Linked DNA regions of Mus musculus: region 2 is linked to region 1. The links are chromatin contacts, called in public HiChIP or PLAC-seq maps. All regions are on one chromosome and are shown on one strand. The core of a region is the stretch at or near the end of the contact, and the rest is flanking DNA. Distances in the headings are between cores, read along the strand shown. Region 1 overlaps Ostn (osteocrin). Region 2 holds the start of Ccdc50 (coiled-coil domain containing 50).

The links. HiChIP or PLAC-seq counts read pairs in DNA pulled down with a chosen protein or histone mark.
Region 2: a contact with region 1 is called in a BATF HiChIP or PLAC-seq map of CD8 T cells, with 136 read pairs. The contact joins the promoter of Ccdc50 here to the enhancer-like site in region 1. A contact is called at or near these places in 3 of 39 promoter capture datasets (the C10 cell line and macrophages), 2 of 15 datasets of contacts at CTCF or cohesin (CD8 T cells and the NIH/3T3 cell line), 22 of 484 Hi-C or Micro-C datasets (B cells, the C10 cell line, CD4 T cells and 13 more), 11 of 115 datasets of contacts at active chromatin or transcription factors (the 230-238 cell line, CD8 T cells, the SCID.adh cell line and 7 more) and 4 of 9 other capture datasets (adipose tissue, liver, macrophages and 1 more).

The regions. Positions count from the first base shown.
Region 1 is chr16:27,347,759-27,351,247 of GRCm38.p6, forward strand. Ostn (osteocrin) reads left to right here. Exons shown (of 5, transcript NM_198112.2): 5 at 2,650-3,451. Among named protein-coding and RNA genes, the nearest start is that of Uts2b, 21 kb to the right of the region's middle. Within about 2 kb of position 1,748, at least 45 of the 459 cell types and tissues checked have an H3K27ac peak or open chromatin away from gene starts, as enhancers often do. A contact at or near this core is called in the 230-238 cell line, B cells, CD8 T cells and 13 more, where this site is marked.
Region 2 is chr16:27,387,341-27,390,829 of GRCm38.p6, forward strand. Ccdc50 (coiled-coil domain containing 50) reads left to right here and starts at 1,616. Exons shown (of 11, transcript NM_026202.4): 1 at 1,616-1,797. The coding sequence starts at 1,749.

The DNA.
Region 1 (3,489 bases), core at 498-2,997:
GTGCCAACAAACAGTGTGTCTTGGTTTCAACCTCCAGCTTCCTGTCTTGAGTTCCTGCCCTGCCTTCCCTCAGTGATAGCCTGTGAGCTGAAAATTATAAGCCAAGTTTCCTCCCCAAGTATCCTTTGGTCAGAGAGCTATAGGAAGACAGTAGAAGAGCACAATAAAGCACTTTTTATTTCATTAAAATATATCATAAAAACGGTAAATTGTTTGTTGACTTTGAAATCTAAACACTATGCTTTCTTCCAGTAAAGCACGTGAAAGTTCCATCCTTCCCTGACCTGCCCCTCCCCCTGCACCAACCTCCCCAGATAATTCCAGCAACCTGCAACCTCTCTAACCATCCACATGTGAAGACATAGGAACTGTGTTTTCTGATGTTTTTCATGACATTGACCTAATCCTTTCATACATTCAATTAAAATGTTTTTTCTTTCCCCTCAAATATTCAAAAGTTATTATGAGGATCAATACTTTATGATATGACTTAACTAAGAGAATTACAGATGCCTATGAGCCTGTTCATGTTGATATTCTGCAAGCACTAAGCACCTAGTACCTTAAAAATAGGAGTATGCACTGATTACAAAGAGGAATACTGTCTCTTGAATAGCACTACCTTCAAAACTTGCATGGAGCTGCTTCTCTCATATCTAGAAATAAACTAAATGTGATCACTCCTTGGGTCTGCTAACAACTGCTGCACTTATATTTGAACAGGAATTAGCTATAAAAAGCCAAGTACTTCCTGGAATCAAGGGCACATCTTCCAATTTCCTGATACATTTACATAACCCTGAGATTGATAGAAGTCTGACTGATTTTTGCATATTCCACTCTGCATTGCCATATCACATACTTTTGTAGTTCTGAATTCCCCCAAACTGTACATGATAGCAAACTTAGGAAACTCATTTTCATATGAACATTGACACACTAGACCTCTAGATAGAAAGAAGATATTTCAGCTGCTATCATGTCCAGATTCGTGGTACTGATGTCCAAGTTTATGCATTAGTGTACACTTAACAAGCTGCAATGTCTTCATAAGTATGGATCTTCCCAGTCAAACCTGGAGACAATGGTATCAGAAGAGAAGCCTTAGGAGAAGACATCACATTTCTCGTTTCCATTAATCACCGTGGGTTCACCTGCTCAGTCCTTATGTTTTCTCATGTGACATTTGAATGGATAACAAAACTTATAAAATTCACCTAAATTTCTCTTATTTCTGATATGGTTTTCCTACTGCTGCCATAGCCCTTTGAATTAAATGGTGGGTGCAATTTGCACAGCATGGCATTTACAAGATACAGATTTCAGCATTGTTAAATGATGTTCACACAGTCAGACAAATAATTGCTGACTTGAGGACGTGTAGTCTTGTTTAACTCTAACAATTTGCAAATTTTTTGCTGGATATTGGTGTAATTGACATTTTATAGACCATGTTCACATCAAGATGGGTGTTCTGCCCTCTGGGTCAATGTTCTCAGTGTGGTCCATCAAGTTTTCTTGGTTCCTGGCTATTGATGTTGTTTGTCAGCATCACTGGTCATTTTTGTCATTCAGCTGGCGAATGCGATCATGCTGGGCTGGTGTAATGCTGCTTGCCTTTAGCTCTAACTTGTCATGGTGGCAAGTCACAGAGAAAGTATGCTCAAACTCTGTTTCACTTGGGTTGAGCCAAAGTGCTTTCCAGTGCAGGGGTGTTGGCTATGGGTTTTTACCTTCTTGGTTTCACTTTGAGTCTCCCAATGAAAGTGAAACTGCTCTCTAGTCTTGGGTTAAGATCAAGGCTACATACTGCTGCTAGGAACTAACAAATTTCCAGGGGAAATACCAATTTCTTCTCTGTTGTATTTTTGAAAGGAATATAGTCTGATGTTTATATGTTTTATTCCTACAAGAAGTACATTAGACTAAAGTTTAAAGATTGTAGAGGCATTGGTGTAAGCAACTCACATTCAATAGATATTCAAAGTACACTATTTCAAAGTTTGTCTAGGTGGAGTTAGAAACATCAGGACTGATGTCAGGATTACCTTCTTAATGACATTAGAAGCAGAGCCCTTGATGCGGCAGTCACTTGCTAGCTCCTTAATTATGACTTTCCTTGATTATGTGAAGCACATATCCACATATCATTGTTTTAAGTTGTCGATTTTATCTTAGCATGATGTTGATGCCATTGTTCAGATAAATTAACAAAACTCTGAAACACAGCAGGAATCGCACAAATTCTAGTTTTCAGAAGCGAAGTATAGTTATCAATGTGTGTCTAAAAATTAACCACGTGTTAGTCAATCTTTCCTTGTCTGCCTTTTGCATTTTCATGACAACATCCTTTGAACTAATATATAAAACTAAAAGTAACTGGATACTCTTGAGATCTGAAAAACTGACAAATAGAATTGTCACTAAAAACTTGAGCCTAGGCTCTTAGGTTTATACATCACACGTGCTCTTTAAACTCACTGGTATTTGAAATTAATTTACATTATGGAATAAAATATGCTGTGTAATTAAAGGCTGCCATGAAATACCATGTGGTGAAAGGATTGCATCTCTGTGAAAGTTGTGGGTTTTCCTCTGCTCTACAGAGTGCAAGAACACTTCTAACAACTTCACCTTTCACTTTTACAGGTGCGACTTACTTGTGTGAGATGGCACAGAACTATAGAAGACACTTCAGTGAAGTTCACTACCCCTTTTGTCAAGGAATTGGCCTTTCGCAAACCTTCCCAAAGCTTGATCCTCCCCAGACCATCACGTCATAGTGTTGCTGTGGTTTTAGTTGAGTTGTGCAGATCATTTCAGTGCATGGATATCTCTGAAAGTATTTTTCAATGATTCCCAAATTGTAACGTGGCCCCTGAACCTACTTTTTTTAAACAGCAGACCAATATAATGCATTCTCTTGCCATTAATATTTTCACATTTCAGTTAATCAATGTGCTTTCTAGAAACCTAGTGTTTGAAGATCTGATGATCTAAAGAAATCAGAAATGAGCACATGGTGATTTATATAGGTTTCTTTAGTTTTTCTGAGGTTTGTCGAATTGTTGTAAACTTCAACTTCAAGCTTAGAAAAAAGACATTACATGAGTGTTTGCTTCAACTGTGTCAGAAGGCAAATAAATTTTGAGAAACCTGAGCAATTGTGTTCTTTAGGAACTAATAAAGGATAGTATAATTGGCCCATATGTAATATTCTGACAAACTCTGAATGTAAAAGACTCATTTGAAAAGAAGTTACTGCCTGGCTTGTTTACTTCTACCAGCCTAGGGGTGAATTGTTCAAATGTTTCCTATGTTAGCAGCTTTTCTTCTTCTTTTTTTTTCTTTCTATTTTACTTTTTTTCTTCATTCAATGTTTATAAGCTAAAAATCCAACCAAATAGTGCTTTGTGCTTTAAAAGGGGGTATTAAAATCAACATTAATCTACAATCTCTCATATAAATTTTTAATTTAATTCAAAAATA
Region 2 (3,489 bases), core at 366-2,865, 39 kb after region 1:
GTCAGTCTCCAGTGGAACAACGTGGTGGAGAAGTAGAAAGAGAGAAGGAAAGAGAAGCAGAGATACTGTCATTATAAATGCTCTCTATAACTATAGGACAATTTAAAAAACAGGTCCATATATGGCAGGACATTTATAAATACCCCTAAAGCCACTTTGCTATACCTTCCTTCTTCACACTTTGTTTATGGAGTGCTCTCTATCTCTGACAGGGCTGTGCAAAATTTTCTTGTAAGGGTTTGATAGTACTTTAGATTTTGGGCTTAAAAGGCAAAATTTAAATGACTCATATTAAAAATAATTTAAAATGTAATATTTAAACAAATACAGTCACGGGGTTTCAGCGGGCTGGGTTTGGCCTGTGGGTAGCAGCTTGCCAACTTCTGATCTAATTTTTGCTCTCATTTACATCTTAGTTTTTGCTAACCAATTTTAGTGTCAAGTTAAAAATCATACCACTTCCTCCTGACCTCTCACACTAGGAGTCTGAGCTGAGATGGGAAGCCAGTTTAAGCCAGTGGCTGAAGTGACACGTTGAACTTTGACAAGATGTTGGGCTGACATTCCAGAGTTCAATGATCCTGCCAACAAGCTTAACTCTGAGGAGGAACTGTGCTTTGCTACTGTGTTTCCATCAGAAACTGCCCTCTTCTCCGCCTTCTCCTATCTTTGCTTATCTTCAGTTTAGTTTCATTGTCTGCTAGTGAGAGTGGCCGCCCACTCAGGAAACAGATACTAATTTGCTACTCTACCCTTTATGTAGCAAGCCTAGGGAGGTATTCTGCTCCACCGGTTTTGATCTCACACCCATTCTTTGATAAATATGCATGGTTTGTGGACTAATGGACTGAAAGATAAGATTAGTGAAAACCCAGTTTAGGACTGGAATGTTTCCTTTAGGGGAAGAGACAGTTCCTAAAGGAGCATGAATCTGTACTGATCCATAGGATGAAACGCGAAAAGTCGCTCATTTCAGAGAAACACAAATGTCAGAATTATAGACCAGTGAGTGGCATGCTGGAAGGGGAAGCCCATACAAGTCTCTGTCACAATCCCTCCACCCCCGAAACTGAACATCCGATCTGGTAGACATTTATAGTTTTTTGTTGATTGAGTGACTCAGTTCTCCCTGCTGGTTGTGAATATTCCGTTTCCAGAAGGGCCCAGAATTTAATTCAGTGTCTTGTATTCTGGTTTCTTTAAAAACAAAAAAACAAAACAAAAAAAGAAATATAAAGCACACACACACACACACACACACACACACACACACACACACATGTATGTATGTATGTATGTATGTATGTATGTATGTATGTATGTTTGTAAGTATGTATGTATATGCCCACTAATCCCAGATATAAGGATTTGTGGTGCCTGGCACTCAATAAGCACTTTACACAAGTCTTAAATCTCAGAGTGGAGCGCAGATAGGCTCTGTCCCGGCGGCGCCTAGCTGGCAGGTGCAGCCTTGGGGTCCCGGCCTTCAGGCCGCAGAGCTGTGGCCTGGGCTGGGCGCGGCAGGCACATAGGCGAGGGGAGGCGGTCTGGCTCGCACGCCTCTGCGTGCGGTGCAGCCTTGCAGCCCCCGCCCCCCGCCGCCGCCGCCGCCGCCTTTCTGGCACCTCTCTCCCTCCGTACTGGACTCCGGTGCATTTCCGGCCCGGGAGAGTCCGGCGTCCACCCGGGCCAGCCCGCGGGGTGGGCGTGCGCCGTGATCTCCGCGCGCCCGAGGCCCAGCGGCCGCCATGGCCGACGTGAGTGTAGATCAGTCCAAGTTGCCGGGCGTGAAGGAAGGTAGGTCGGGACTCGCGGGCTCCGGGGAGCCGGGCTGCGCGGGGCACGCGGCGCGGGGCGGGCTAGGAGCGCCGCGGGCTGGCTCGGTCCGCCAGCGGCTGCGGGAGGCCCTCGCCTGGCCGCGCGGCCTTGTTCTGCCCTGTGGACGCTTGATGTAGAAATCCCAGCCCTTCCAGGCTGGCCCAGGCCAGGGGGTGGCGTTCCGAGTGGAGTGGAGCCTTTGTTTTGAAACATGACCCTCTCCCTCCTCTTCTCCTTCTGTTCCTCTCTTCTCCCTCCTTCTTTTCTTTTCTATCCTCTACCTCCCTCCTCCTTTCTTTCCCTCCTCTCTCCCTTCCTCCCTTCTCCCACTTCTTCTTCCTAGTCTAGTGTCTGGCTGGCTCTTAGCTTCAAAAATGTTGAAAATCTTAGGGTTGGCATTGCTTTGAATGGTGGACCTCAAGCCCCTATAAAGATGATCTCCCCACTTCCATTTTAATAAAGACCAGGCTGGAGTGGGTGGGAGCTTGTGATCCTGTTACCCCCGTTGCCCCCCATGGCTGCTATATTGAAGTCCAGGAAAATAAGATTGACTAGTACTGGCCAGGCCTAGCTTACTTCATCTCTCCTCCCCTCCCCGGGGCCTAGCATTTTTATTGTTTTGGTTACTGGCTCATCTTCTTGTCACTCTGTCTTTCCCTTCTTGGGAAGCACTGGACTTCCATTATGACAACACCTAGAACGTTCAAGAGTGCTCTCTCTTAAAGCCATAAGTTCTGAGGGGGGTGGGGGGGGGGTCTTTGTTGTGGATCTCTTTTGTTTCACCAGAGATCTGTGGCCAACACGGTCTGGGACTGGGATGTGTGTGTTGTGTAAGTGAAGGAGTTTTTCCTTTCTTGAGACTTTAGGCTTCATTGCCAATTTCAAGTGACTCAGATGGTCTCGCTCTGGCCAATTTGGAAATCCCAAGACAATTAGTGACTACTTGGCTGCATCTGTCCTAGGGTTTCAGAGAAGCACCGTGGCTAGGAGTCAATGATTTTATGTTTAAATTGTAGTAGGTTTGGATCTACTCCATTGTTTCTAAAGAGTAATAATGCCTTCAGGCTGAGCTTTTGGTCTTGGTATTTTTCCATCGTTTCTGTCCCTAACTTGACTTTGGTTATTACAGTTTTTAGTTAATGGAGTCTAAGGAGCCACTGGGAAGACATATCGGTTCTTCACCTGGAGGCCAGCTGTAGAGCTCCCCTCTTGCTTTTGGATATGGGTTTTGTGCGCAAAGGTGTTGGTTTTGTCTGAAGACAAAGTGCTCCCTTGGTAGTACTTTCATTGATGGTGGGTGTTGCTGATACTGGAGTTCAAACAAAACCTGACCTGAGGTGCAAAGCTTCAGTGTTGAGGTGCTGTGACTTCCCCAGCCTTCCACCTGTGCTAGTGACCTGGAAAGAACTTTTTTGTGTACGCTTTGAAACCCTGAGGTCTTTTCATTTTTTTTTTTTTTTTAACCGAGACATGCCTAACTTGTGCTAATATCTTATTTCTCAAGGAGTTCCCCACTTTCCATCTAGGCCTGCAAGAGTCTTTTTCACCCCCCAGCTCTACAAGTTTTCCTATGTTTACTTTGGTTTTCATTCTGGATATTGTGGTGCCGTGCTTGGCAATCCTGTCTAGGGACTCCGATGAGATGACAGGGACATTTAGTGTGGCTCTTCC